Linked DNA regions of Zea mays: regions 1 and 2 are each linked to region 3. Evidence: chromatin contacts called from public Hi-C data. All regions are on one chromosome and are shown on one strand. Each heading gives the region's core, a stretch centred on a gene start, on an enhancer-like site or on the middle of the called end of the contact. The rest is flanking DNA. Distances are from core to core; before and after follow the strand shown.

The links. A called contact is a pair of places that touch in the nucleus more often than the background predicts.
Region 1: a Hi-C map of ear shows a contact between it and region 3, with 3 times the contacts expected there. The contact joins the promoter of LOC100274798 here to the promoter of LOC103642456 in region 3. A contact is called at or near these places in 2 of 25 Hi-C or Micro-C datasets (ear and tassel).
Region 2: a Hi-C map of ear shows a contact between it and region 3, with 1.9 times the contacts expected there. The contact joins the promoter of LOC100383276 here to the promoter of LOC103642456 in region 3. A contact is called at or near these places in 4 of 25 Hi-C or Micro-C datasets (ear, endosperm, leaf and 1 more).

What each region holds. Positions count from the first base shown.
Region 1 is chr1:195,823,425-195,828,489 of Zm-B73-REFERENCE-NAM-5.0, reverse strand. It overlaps LOC100274798, which reads right to left and starts at 3,622. Exons shown (of 1, transcript NM_001374114.1): 1 at 2,793-3,622. The coding sequence starts at 3,511. The coding sequence ends at 3,131.
Region 2 is chr1:195,752,379-195,756,786 of Zm-B73-REFERENCE-NAM-5.0, reverse strand. LOC100383276 reads right to left here and starts at 3,091. Exons shown (of 34, transcript NM_001367907.1): 1 at 2,660-3,091; 2 at 1,723-1,839; 3 at 1,601-1,643; 4 at 617-732; 5 at 395-526. The coding sequence starts at 2,821.
Region 3 is chr1:194,965,645-194,970,246 of Zm-B73-REFERENCE-NAM-5.0, reverse strand. It overlaps LOC103642456 (protein ROLLING AND ERECT LEAF 2), which reads left to right and starts at 1,830. Exons shown (of 6, transcript XM_020546612.3): 1 at 1,830-2,125; 2 at 4,469-4,551.

The DNA.
Region 1 (5,065 bases), core at 2,373-4,872, 860 kb before region 3:
AGTCCTTAACGTATGACAAAACCTCCACACCACGTCTGTTGTGTAGTAGAGGAGCAGAATATACTCCTAATGCACAACGGAACCATTAGGACTACAGTTAAGAACAAACTGAATTAAGTTTGTTCTCACTCCACTTCTTCCCTAGCAGGCCGGTCAATGATCCTGGAGCCAAATGAAGCGCCTTAAGAAGATTTAGTAGATAAAATAGTCTTGCAATGAAGGAAGATATGATAGACACTCCTAGCTATACCTCCGTACTACATCCCTCCACGACTTATTAGAAAATCACGATCAGACTGTAAGATAGAAAAAAAAAAGATAAAACAAACAGAGCCTAAGCCATCACCGCTAGCAAAAGAAACCCGAAAGGCTATTTAATAAGGGCAGACAATATAACCTAATTAACCATTCCATGTTATGTAAAACTTGAATTTTGAGTACGAGGAGGGAGTACGTGTTTCCTTAACCGAGAGGAAGTTTTTCTCTTTCTTACTAGTGTATATAAACATGGATGGATGGCGTACGTAGTAGATTCGGTGGACATATATCATGATGATGGATGTGCCGCATCATAAGATCCATCCATCCACTTCCACTCCATCTCCGCCAGCTTGGAAGGGTAAAAGCAACGCATCAGCTGCGCGGTTCGATTCCACCATCACCCACCGGCGGCCGGCCACCTCTCTCGCTGCCTTTTGTTTTTTTTTTTTTTCCTTTCCCCCAGCAGCTGCGCGCAGGCTTTCCGGCTGAGCTTCTCGCCGCAGCTCCCAGACCCAGTCCCAGGCGACGGGAGATCATCCTGGAAGGGTGTGAAACGAAGTGATGGGCGGGGCCGGGGCGGCTGCTGGCCTGCTGCATTGGATCCCATGCAGATGCTTGCCAAAAAAGGCTCGGGAAGCAAGGCTAGGCTAGGCGTACCCGGCCTTCTAGACTAGTACAAGGGTACTACTAGTAGGGTACGGTGGTCAAAAGGCTAGAAAGGAGAAGGGAGTGGAGTGGAGTGATGGGGAGGTCGCATCGCAACGCAACCGGCAGCAGGGAACATCATCGCCTTTGCTTCAGAATCAAGATTTGGACGTGTACAATGTACACACAACACAATGCAAGCAGCAGGGTCTCACCACCACGGTCACGGCGTTGTGTCTTTACCTTTTATTGCCGGATAGGGATAGATGGAGATGGATGCGTGTACCGTACCACTACCACCACGGAGAACGTGCAAAGATACCTTGTGCGAGGCGAGCCAAGGCAAGCTAGCCACGCCACCTGTCCCCGTCTTGCAAGGGAAAGGGAAATGGAAGGCGAGCTGGGGATCGGCTGCAGGCGGTGGTTGGGTTGGGTAAAGCGGCCGCAGCCGCAGGATCTACAGCCAGCATAGTTTACTTTCTTCGACAGCCAGCCGGTGAATACTACTACTGGATAGTGGACACACAGGTTGGTCGTTCTCTGGTTCATTATTCTCATGTCGTTCTGCTCACATGTTTGTTTTACACCTACCGGTGACGGCGGTGAGTACTTATTAGTAGCAAGGCAAAGCAACAATGCGGGTGAATCTCTCTGGTCGCAACAAGATGCTCTCGATCCCTCTCCCTGCCTGTGCCTCTACATACATGCATACATACAGCCCTGGTCGGTGGTTTCTTCTCCTCTCAGTCTCATGCACATGACATGATGCCTTTCCTAAAACGACTACTAGGGGGGGCTCAGGCTAGGCGGCTGCCTGCCAAGCCTGGGACTGACGGACGGACCTCTGTTCCTGAGCCTAGAGGCCAAGACCAAAAAAAAAAAAGGCGGCCTCTGAACTGTAGATGCAACCAACAGCCCATGTGGAGCGGAAGAAAAATCTCTGCAGCTTCTTCCCCTTGTTTGTCTCTCCCACCCCACAAACACTTGGCCCTCCCTCACCCAGCATGCATGCACGCACCGCACCATGCATGGATCCACATCTACCACCCAATACCTTAGCTCACACACATGGCTGCATGTGGCCGCTCGCTATGCTATGCTACGCGGACAAAGCAAGCGGCTCCCGCGATCTGTGCCAGCCATTGTCAACCGAACGGAAGAACGATCGACAGCACAGCAAAAAGGGAGAACATGCATGCATGGTGGTGAATAAGCAACCAGGAGCTGAGGGAGGAATGTACTAGCAGCAGGCAATCAGGCATGTATGTAGCTAGCTAGCGTAGAGGAAACTTAATTCACAGAGATAAACAAGGACTGGGCTGGCCAGGCCTCCTGGTCCTGGGCAGCATGCATGCCAGCTTCCATGTAGTATAGATAGATAGATCTACTAGCAGCCGGCATATCCACCCAACAGGCAACAGCCATCATCCCCATGCATTGCAATTGCAATTGCAATGCACGCCGCTCTCATGAATGGAACACAAGATTCTCCTCCTCTCCCACACCAAAGTGCAGTGCAGTGCCGGGACAAAAGAGATAGCGGCCACAAAGTAGCACATCCCACCAGCCTGCATTTGCAGCCCACGTTTACGACCACCCATCATTCCCCCCCACCTCCTTTTGCATGCTTGCTCCACTCCAATCCTCCATCGCAAACGCGCATCCTCCTCTTCTTCTTCACCTGCAGGGTCGTCTCTACCGTCACTCTCTCTGCCAGCCACCCACCCACACTTGTTATCGAGATCTTCAAGTTCAAGGCCATCGTCAAGCAGCATGCACCAACAGAAACAGAACTGCACTGGACTGAACTGAACAGAACCGAGCTGAGACAATTATTAGTCCTTCTTCTTTTTTTCTCACCTTCAGGCGAAAGCGAAAGCGAGTGATTTTGGCGAACTGTGAGCTATAGTTTACTATAACGAATGTAGTAATGAACAGATCTCTGCGAACTCTCTTACATGCTTTCTATTTCTTCTCTCCCCCCACCCCAATTCATCACCCCCCTGTAAATAAGAACAATTCCCAACTCTACAGTTTCGTCTATTCCACACACACACGCACGCACAACCACACTAAAAAAAAGAAGAAGAAGAAGCATAGGGCAAGTAAATAATAAACCAACACACCATTTCTACGAGAGGTCTGTACTCTGTAGTCTGTACCACCATGCCGGTGAGGTCGGCGCGGTGCGTGCCCGCAAGTGCGCAAGGCACGCAACTGGCCGTCAGCCCGCGCGGATCCTCTTCTTGGGCGGCAGGGCGCGGAACACGGCGGCGAGGTCGCGGGCGACGGGGTAGAAGGCGCGGCGCGGCGACGCCGACGCCGACGGCGCAGCGGAAGACGGGAGCCTGCGCTTGGCGGGCGTTGGTGGCACCGGCGGCGGCCGCGGAGGCGCCCACGCCGGCTTCCGCGGCGCCGGAGGGCACTCGGCCGGCGCCCGAAGCCGGCTCTCCTCCGACGTCGGCGTCGTGGGCTCCGCCTCCTGCTCCTGCTCCTGCTCCTGCGCCCCCTTCTCCGCTGGAGGCGAGGGCGAGGCCACGGGCTCCGCCGTGGTCCTGATCGGCGGCAGCGCCGGCGGCAGGGCGTCGGCCGCCGCGGAGCTCATCTGGCCGCCGTAGGTAGGCGCGCGGGAGATCACGGGCGGCGGGTGCGATGCGATGCGAGGGAGGAGGTGGAAGTGGAACGAACGAGGGAGGGGCTGGCGGACAAACGCGAAGAATGCAAGGCGGCCGCGCCGAGGCTGTTAAATACTTGTCGTCGTCTATAGAGAGAGAGAGAGAGAGGAAGCGAAAGAGAGGCAGCAGATAAACCGCTTTGGTCGACTTTTTCTGTGGGCCCGGCTTTATTACAACCCTCGGCTTTGCACTTTGCTCGTGTTAAAGGCTCGGTGCAGAATAATTAAATTGTCTTTTTTTTAAAAAAAAAGAAGAAGATGTATACAGCTGGTGTATAGGAGTATTATTATTATTATAATAATTCTAAACGACGGTACCAAATGCCGTGAGAAGCTATCTTTAGAGTAACAGAAGCAAGGCAGGTAAAACAGGCTGTAATGTCGATTGGCATTGTACTATACTCCTAACTAACTTGCGTTGAGATTTGTGGACTGACATTGTAAACAAAGATGTAGTGCTGATTGGCAGCACGTACACAGTCCAAGGAGTTATCGGGCTTCACCACATATTTTGGCAAAGGGAGGGAGTTTCATTCTGAACATGCATTCACCAGTACATGGTTCAGACATCCCTTCTTTGGTTGGTCCAAGAAGGTGGGTGAGGACGTGAGGTGAGTCGGGGAAGAATTATTATTGGCTTGTGGCTTGTGCGGCGGGAAGCGTGTCCCGCCCCGCGGCGGATCGGCGGCCCATCATGCGCGCGGTGGTATTGGGCCCCGCCCGGCCCAGTTGTCGTCGCGGCTGGGATGGGCTACGTTAACGTCGTGGCTGCATGTACTGGGCTACCTACTACTAGTCGTGAGAAGAAGTGGCACTAGGACTAGGAGGCAGGAGCCTTTGTGCTACTACTGTCCATATATATACAAGCTCTCACTTGTCCTTTTTTGGATGTATGTACAACAGATCATAAAGCCGCACCAGTTTATTTATAGTTTAACAAAAAAAGATGTTTTGTATTGTTCTATACTGTAGACTGTACTTTTTATAGAGTAAAGTTTGAATATGAGTATGTGGATGATTAAGATGCTGAAGATAGTCTATTAATTTAAACAATCCATGGGTTTCCAGGATCCAAACTGACAGGTAGGAGAGCTAACATGCTGCATGCATGGTGGTTCTTATATATAAATATATAACCATTGTTCAGTGGGCATGCAACTCCTCTGCGCCTTTTGCATCACCAACCTTTTTCTCTGTCCGATCGACTACGCGCACACGAGGGAGCTAGAAAGGTTTCGCGCTGTTCTGCGCGGTTCTAACCGCAACCCTAATTTTTTTTTTAAAAAAAAAACTAGTACTCGTATCAACGACCAGTACCAACCATCCATCTGTCAACTGTGGTTGCTCAAGAATCATGATCGTCCATGGTCCTTGCCCCCACAAAGGGATAGATGAATCCTCTTCGTTTCCTCTGTCGGACAGCTCTACTACTTGGGCCCGGCTAGCTAGCTCATTGCAGCATTAAGAACACGAGATGCTTAGAAT
Region 2 (4,408 bases), core at 1,842-4,341, 790 kb before region 3:
AAAATTATGATGGGAACAATGTCTAGTTTGATTTTACCATTAAAAAATGTATTCATTATAAAGATTTATTCGTATTTTTGTTGCTTTTGAGAATTTACTCATTTCCAAAAAAAAACAATTTCTTCCTGTGAGCTATCTCATTGAAACGTGGTCCAAAATTCCACCCAGTAGCAAAAAGGGGACAGGATTTCAATCAAAGTAGCAGAAACTTTGAGCAGAGAAACATAAAGACATCAGTTCGACAAAAGGCTGAAAAACAAAAGGAAAAGAAAAGGGAAATGTGTAACACTAGGAAAAATTGCAACCACAGTGTTAATAGTAAGAGGTTTTAACTGGAAGTGATTATTTGCCATGCTTAAAAATATATATGATCTTATGTGTACTTATAAAATACCAGTATGTTTTTTCTCTTCTTGCGTGGATATGTATTTGATCCATATACATTCTTCCTTTGTAATAATTCATCCTCATTTGGACTAACTCCCTTCTCTAAATTACTCTTCAACAAATCTGACAATCCCTTAACCTGATCAGGTGGACATAACAAGTGATGAACAAAATTTAACATGAAGAGGTTGACCAAAAGAAGTGATAATAAAGGTCTGCATTATCTTACTCCTCCAATTTCTTGAAGAAGAACACTGTCATGGTCCCTGTTTAATGTGTTAAGCTTTTCCAGTTCAATTGGAAAACTGCGAGAGGCCGTTGCAAGATTTATACCAGTATAAGCTTCTGCTTCGTGCAAGGACATTAAACATAACACAAGAATATAAATAAATGGTATGCAAAACAAGCATAAAGGAAAACATAAGAATTAATCACAAGTATAACTTGGCAGAGCAGAAGTAAACTTCCAAGCAGAATTAAATACAGCTAGCTGATTTAAGGTAAAAGTGAAAGTGGAGCCTCAGTTTTATAGGAGAATCAGATTATGTTCAAAAAAATAGATGATTCAGAAGAACTTTAACATAATAATGTACAGCTTAACGGATGAAATGATTTGAAGGAAACATAATGGAAGGGCAAACTAGCAAAACAAATTATTATGACTGTTGCTGTAATCCAAGCGCATTACAACATCATTATTTTTGTATCATATTATAGAGTTAAATGCATGAGCGGTCCTGAACTTGTCAATGGATGCCACTTAGGTCAACAAACTCTGAAAATGTATTTCTAGATCCTCAAACTTGTTAAGTGGCACACCACAGTGGTCGGTGTAGTCCACAATTGGACCTGTGATGCACCTTTTTTTTACAAGTTTAGGGATGTGTGGTACAACACCTAACAAGTTCAAGCAAGGATCTAGAAATACATTTTTAAAGTTTGTGGACCTAAGTGGCATTCCTTGCCAAGTTCAGAGGCCACCGAAGCATTTAATTCTATATTATATAGAACTGTGCTCTTAGGTGCATTGCTACCAGGGAAGATGCTATAGTTTTTGAAAATGAACAATGAAAACATAAATTTGTTGCCCTTTTTATCACTAGGCACTAGCCTTTATAAGGATGGGATGATAATTGATGGCATAATAGTAACATGTTTCTATAAAAATGAACACAAAAACAGAGGTTAAATATCTATGAAGTAGCAGTCGTACCTCTGATATCTTTTTGCCCAGCTTCTTTGAAAAGAAATGCTGCCTGGAGAATACAAATTCAGAATACAAAAATAATGAAACGAAAAAAAATGTGGTATCTCAGTAAGCAGATGACACAGTACCCGTATAACTTGCGCATGGGACCGGATCTTCCTCCTTATAATCTCTTTCTCTTCCTCCTTTTTAAGGTCAAGAGTATATCTAAAACGTCGTGAAGCATTAAGAACAAGAGCAGCTTGCTGAAATGAAGAGAATAACCATATTTGTCAGAACTCAACAGTAGAAGCTTGTGTCCATCCACTATACACAGACACAGCAAACTTCTGTATACCAAAGGCCAAACTTCAGCTTTACCATGAAAAAAATCTCACATAAGCAACTTTGAACTATTAATAAGTAATAATAAGTGAAACAACTAGTATCTCATTGCCATAAAATTGATGCCTGCTTCTTTTAATAATCTCCCCAGCATGTCAACGGGATAATCCAGCCAAGCTACAGACAGTATCCTCGTCTGCATAAGAGCATCAATGTTTGGAAAACTCTGTGGCTACATGAATTTGCGCAAAGTGGCAGGATCAGGCATTGTGTGTTGTGTCCGCAAACAGACCACGATCCACAATGCATTTGTAGGAATGTAGAAAGAAAACAAGCACAGTGCGCATGTCATTAGGAGAAAAGAGGCTGCTGAACCCCCGAATCAAAGCATCGGGACATTTCACTGGAGTATAACTCTTCAGTGAAATGCTCGTCACACATTCGCAATTCCCCTTCTCTCCGTGCGGCAGAACGCTTGGAGCCTCGAAAATGGAAACGACGCCTCCACAACCACACTCCGAACTCCACACCCCAGTCACGATCATACCGACAATGGCTGTATACTTATTTTATTCTCCGAGAACACTCAAACGGTTAGAGTACGGCATACGCACTAATGATTTCCAAATCGAGGTAAACCACACGGAGGACGCAACCCAGATCCCCGGGGCACGACAGGCCAACCGAAGATCCAAATCCGAAGGGAACAGAGACAGTCAGAGGAGGGAGACGATCGCGTACCCTCCACCGGCGCAACCGGTCGTGCGGAGCGTTCTTATGGGGTATGTCGAACGCGTCGTCGAAGACCACCTCCCCCGCCTCCGCCTCGGCGGGGTCCTCCGCCGCGGCCCGCTCGTCCGGCGAGCGGATCTCCGGCGGCGGCGGCGAACTCCCCTGCGCCATGCCCGATCAGACCACCCCGGCAGCAGCAGCCAGGGGCACCTTCGCAGGAGAGACGACACCGACCGACCGACCGACCGACGAGCGCCCGCGCGCGACCGACCCCTGCGCGCCACACAGACGTCACCACGAGATCGCTGGGGACGCCAGGTGGGGCCGGCGGGAACCCAGTCGCGGCTCACCTCGGCGTCGCGAAGGTTCTTCTCGGCGGGCCTGCTCACACACACACACACACACACAGTTGCCTCGCCCTCTCTCCCTCACCTCCCTGACTCTGAAAATCCTCCTGTATATCCAGCGAAGAATGGGGGAAAAAGCTTCGGGTTTCGTTTTGTTCTCTTCTTCCTCGGCTCGGCCCGCTTTTGCGGTCGGGAATGGGGACTTGTTCTCGAGGCGGTAGCGGCCATGAAGCTTCGTGGAAGCTTCTTGCGGCGCATCACGCTGCCACATGGGCCCGCGCATGGCCAGGACCGTGGGAGCTCGTCCAGACGTGGAGGTGGCCCACCGGTCAGTGATCCGTGTCCGGCGGGAAGTAACGATCGGAATCGGACGCTGCGGATTACTCGAGTCAAGCTTGGCGCGGCGGGTTTAGCTGACAGGTTTGAAATGGAGACGCAGCTCGATGGATTCATTCACAGACGGGACCCAAAAGGATAATGGGATACTGGAGCAGTGGAGCATGAGGATACAACTCGATCGATGCGAACCACAGACATGGCACTACTGTCATGTCCAAGTAGCACGTAGCAGGATTCATCTCCCGCGATATATCAAAAAGAAAGAACGAAAAAAGGAGTTGCATGCACCGGCAACAGTCACGTACTATGACATATCAATACGATGTATAGACGATCGGTCAGGCGACAAAAGGAATGCTGAAGAGGAAGCAGCAGCAGCAGCAGCATACGGTATTACGGTCATTACTGGGTCCAGCTTGCGATCCGTCCAGGATCCCGCTCCGGTCCGGTCCACGTCGCGTGCCACTCACTTCGCCGGAAACCCGGGCTCTTCGGTCACACACCACCGCACACATGCTCCTGCTCGTCTTCCCTCAGTACGGGTACAGCGCCCTGCCGCCCAATCATAGTACTCGCCCGCCTCCCTTTCTCACGGGTCACGGATTTACTTGCACGCCGGGGCACGAGAGCGAGAGCTCCGGCTCCGGCGGTGGGTGGCCGACAGCGACCACCGCCGGCTGCTCGCCGCCGCTGGCCAGCAAGGAAGCGTGGCGCGGCACGCCCGTTCCGGCGCATCTGTCATCCGCTGGGTTTCGTGTTCGCCGTGTTGATTGAGGCCCCCGCGACCGTCGCTGGGTCATGCATGCGATGCGATCGCACATCGCAGTCAGCACTCAGCAGTGTGTTTCCACGTGTTGTCCAGATTGGGTGAGCAGATACAGACAGACTGGACCGGATCTGGGGTCCACCCGTCCAGCTCAGCGCTCCAGGTCCAGGTCCAGGGGCTGGAGCTTTCCAAACAGTTTCCGTCCACGAGCTGGACCAGCATGCTTGCCAGCTCCCACGGATCAGGATCACGGTCACGGGGAAGAAATGAAGAATTCCCGGAAACAGCTCCAGGCAGGCACAGAAT
Region 3 (4,602 bases), core at 581-3,080:
GAGGTCGAATGCCATGGACCCAAAAAGAAAAGAAAAAACAGTTTGGTAAGCAGCATGCCAAAGTTTTCAGAACCCTGTTTTTTGGACTCTCCGAACGGTCCAAGTTTTCGCCACACCTCATCTTCTTATCATCTAGCGTAGGAAACTTTGTCGCATACACATGCGCACGTGCCACGTAATAAATCATCGCGGACCAACGAGAAAGGAAAGAGATTTTTTAATCTAACGAACACAAGAATGCTCCTTTGCAGAGAGAGAGAGAGTCAGGTAGAGAAAAAAAAAACCCTTAGAGCTAGTTTGAGAACTCATTTTTCTAAGAAATTCTTATTTTTCTAAAAAAACTAATTTCTCTTAGAAAAAATAAAAATTTCTTGAAAAAATAGTATTTCCAAATTAGCCCTTACAGGGATAAAAAATTATCAACAAATAAACATGTTGTAAAAGTAGTTTCATTCCTTATGCAAAGCCACAATTTGGATCCATTGGGATGGCAACGAGCCCTATCTCTAATTTTCTATGGGGAATCCATCCATTAGAAGATGACTATGTGAAAGTTTCTTGGGGATGCAAATGGAGAAAAACTCCCCCCCCCCCCCCCTGATAGGTAAACGGGGACGGGGAAGCATTTCCATCCCTGTTCTCGCGGGACCAGTTAAACTTATATGTGACGATATTTCTACGTAATAATTGTTGATAAAACTAAATATTATCTTATCAAGAGACCATTTATTATACAAATGTATTCATTTTGATGTACATATAAAGTTTTCTTACATTTGACAATGTGTATAAGTGACAACGGTGTGCATTAATAACAAAGAAAGTATGTCCTAATTATAATTTAAGTGGTTATGGGATTCCCGTCACAGATTTATTCCCGCGGTGAACGGAGATGAGGAAGAAATATCTCCCGCAAACGTTCACGAGAATATCCACGGGAAAAAATTTCATCGTGTGACGATGATGGGGGCTATTTCTCGATGAGGCCCTACTGTCATCCTTGTAATCCATATAGCATAAAAAACTAACTAATGCTGATCTTTTGAAGAAATAAATTAACTAATGCCGGTTCCGGTTTACCTACGCCGTCGCCGCTAACGTCTTAACCACAGAACACTACAAATTTGAGCTCCAGCTAACAAGGCAGCTAACGTCTTACCTACTAATTAGCTAATAATTACCTATTTTTTCTCTCGTCAAGGCGACTAATAGCTAGTTAGGCGGATTCAAACGGGTCTTAAGTTGCTTGGAATGTGCTTCATCCTTCATAGACCAATTTCCATGAAGAAAAAAAATGTATATGCTAGTACTAAGAAAGAAAATGGGCCTGTTTGGTTCAGCTTTTTTCTGATCAGCTTTTCTGAAAATCTAGCTGTGGGGAGAATCTGGCTGTGAGGAGAATCTGAGTATCATTACGATTACGTGTGGAGGAAGATAAAGTTGTTCATAGGGCTCAGGATCTAGAAAGTGACGGATTACTACTATCACAACGACTCAACTGATTATGTGTTTATGTTGATTTTGGATGGTTTTTGCCCCAACGAATTTTATAGAAGCTGTCTGAAAAGCTGAGCGTTTGGCAGTCCGCAGCAGCTTTTGGTGACCAGAAGCTGCCAGAAGCCGAAACAAACAGGCCCAATGTAGGCCCATGACGCCTGAAACATTTGCAGAGAGAAAATCATTGGTGAAAGGACGAAAAAGAAAATAACGAGTGAGGTATTATTGGGAAGAAAAATACTACTAGTAACAAAGAAATGTGGGGCCACGCCTGAATTCAGTTTCGCATAGCATCTGGCTGGCCTACCCTCCAGTAGCGTCTGCTTTCACACACACATCTCTCTCTCTCACACACACACACTCTCTCTCTTCTCTCAACTCCCTCCCTCTCTCATCGCCGGTGATTTCTCCTCCCGTCATTTTGACCGTTGTAGCCTCTCTCTCTCTCTCTACTTCGTTTCCCTGCTATGCCACTCCAATCCACTCCACACACTCTCTCTCTCTCTCCCACCTCTGCAGACTGCAGTTGCACAAAGACTCCGTCTTGTTCACACTTCACACACTCAGCAGCAGCAGCAGCAGCCTCCTGGAAAAGAGAAGGCCGTCTCCCTCACTCCCTCTCTCTCAGGTATACTACCTCCGATTCTTATTCTAATGCGAAAATGCACACACGCATCGCACCTTTCGTTCTGTTAAATTAATGCTCGCAATCGATGCGGCCGGGGCGACAAATCTGTGGAACGCCAAAGCGGGTAGAGAGAGAGAGAGAGAGAGGCGGGAGGAATGGGTTCGTTCTTGTAGAGGAGCTAGCTGCTCCCGATCTTTAAGAATTGCGCGCGTCCTTTTCAGCGCTTCAAGAACGTGTGCGCCGTCCGTCCCTTCCCTGGTTCCTCTTCTCTCGGTAGTCGGTACGCCCGCCCTCCCCTCTGTTTCATCCTCCGTTCGACCGTTCCTCGTCGCCTTTGCTTCCTTGGCACTTCACAATCATGCCCGCCTCTGCCTGTTCCTGCTCACTCGGCCTCCCTTCTCCCCTTTCCTCTCTTACATTGTGCCTGTCGCCGTTCGGTCTTTGATTTGGCAATTGGCGAGAGGGGGGGTTGTTCACGGCTACATTTTTCTCTCTTTCCCCCCCCCCCCCCCCCCCCCCCCCCCCCCCCCCCCCCCCCCGTCTTTCTCCTGTTTTTTTCCCTCGCGTCTCCTTCACCAGCTGGTCCCTCGTCGTGCCTACCTTTGGTGTTCGTCAGGAATGCGCTGTGGGTTTTCGGATTATTGTGGGATCAGACCTTTCAATAAATCGATTTCAGCTCTCCCTGCTTCAGCATGGACTGTGTGATGCGTTAAGAGTAAGACAGACATGCGTGCACTTGCACTTTCATTCTCAGCTGAGTTCACGGTTCCACCTCGCGGCATACAACGGCCCTTCTCTGATGATCCGATCTGTTAAAAGATCGAGATTTTCAGCGCGAACAGGAGTTTCGTAGAACTTCCCGCTCCACCCCCATTTTTCTTCTCAGACTATCAAGAGAAACTGAACCCGCTTTGGATTCCTAGCAGTTCCCTTTCTCTGAATCAGTTTCGTTCCTGAGCTACAAAGAGCCCGTGACCTCTCTCTCTCTCTCTCTCTCTCAGTGTGCAAAGAGACAAAGTTGTTATTAGCTATAAATTACCACCAGAATTTGGGGCTTTACCTGCATTTTGTGTGTTTTTATGTTTACTTTCGCCGACTGCATAGAGACAAAGTTGTACACGATTACTCCATCCAGGTCCACCAGTTTGTACAGTGTCCAAGGCTTACAATCCTGCTCTCGTTTTACTGTTAAAATCTTCAGCGGCTGATCCCTGATTTCACCTATACGACGATATCTTTCTATTTTATTGCCTTTCGTGTCTGCCTATGGTTTAAATACATTAATGGTGACATTATTTGTCCCTGAAACAAAATGTGGGATTGTACCAGCACTGCTAGTTTTCAAGGCGCTGTCCTCGCCCAGCATCTCAGTGTCCTGAACTGAATTTAGTTTAATTGTCGAGTCCGTTTACTGTGACCACCATTACGCAAGTAGCAGAAGGTAGGCCCCCCTTCATCTCTTGCTGTGCCAAGGACGATATTCTTCACTTTCATGCTTCCTTAGTCCTCTTCAATAAGGAGAAAACAATTTGGTTGCGGTGTAGGGCATGTTGCAGTGGGGCATTTCGTTTGCAAAAAGGATCGTCTTTCTGATGTCTTGTAGCTTTCATTCCACTTTTGGGAATGATAGTTTCAGGGCTTGATATAAGTGGCCAAGTAGTCATCCTCTCATGGTTCTTGAAACCTGGTGCAGCTGTCTCAACAAGTCACCAAGTCACAGGTTTGAAACAGCCTCTCCGCATTTGCAGGAAAAACTTGTCTCGGTTTATCTCTTCTCTAGACCCCACTCATATAGGAGTCTTTGGCATTGAATCTATCCTTTATGGTTTTCGACTTGCACATGGATCACATATGCTTTAGTTCTCTGCTGATACATGTAGTAAGCTTATTGTATATGATCATTTCACGTCATCAATGTTGTTTATGAACACTTTGGAACATGCTTGTTGTTTATGAACTCTTCGAAACATACTTTTGTGGTCATACCAGAAGGAATCGAGTCTGAAATGATAATATGCGTGATAGGCAGGGGTAGCACTGATTGAAGAAAAGCTTGTCCAACACCAATTGAGATGATTTGAACATGTCTAACAAAGACTTCTAGAGACATTAGTGTATAGTGGAATTCTAAGGCGAGATGGCAAGAGATACAAGGGAAGACATAGGAAGCGACAGTAAAAGAAAACCTGAAATGATAGAATATACCCACAGATTTAACCTTGATTAGGAGCAAACTGAAAACAAATATCCACATGACCAAATCTTGATTTGTAGCTTCTGTTGCGTTTCAACTTTAGTCTACTCTAACTTACTTGGGACTAAAAGGTTTTGTTGTTGTTGTAGGATTGTGGTCCAGGTCATCCCCCCATCCGCTGGCTTCAACAGCAGTATTCTTGCTTCAACAAGTGACCTTTCTACAGTTTTAGGTAATTTCCACAGCGATGGATAAAGCAATACCTGGTTTCCTGATGCTGAAA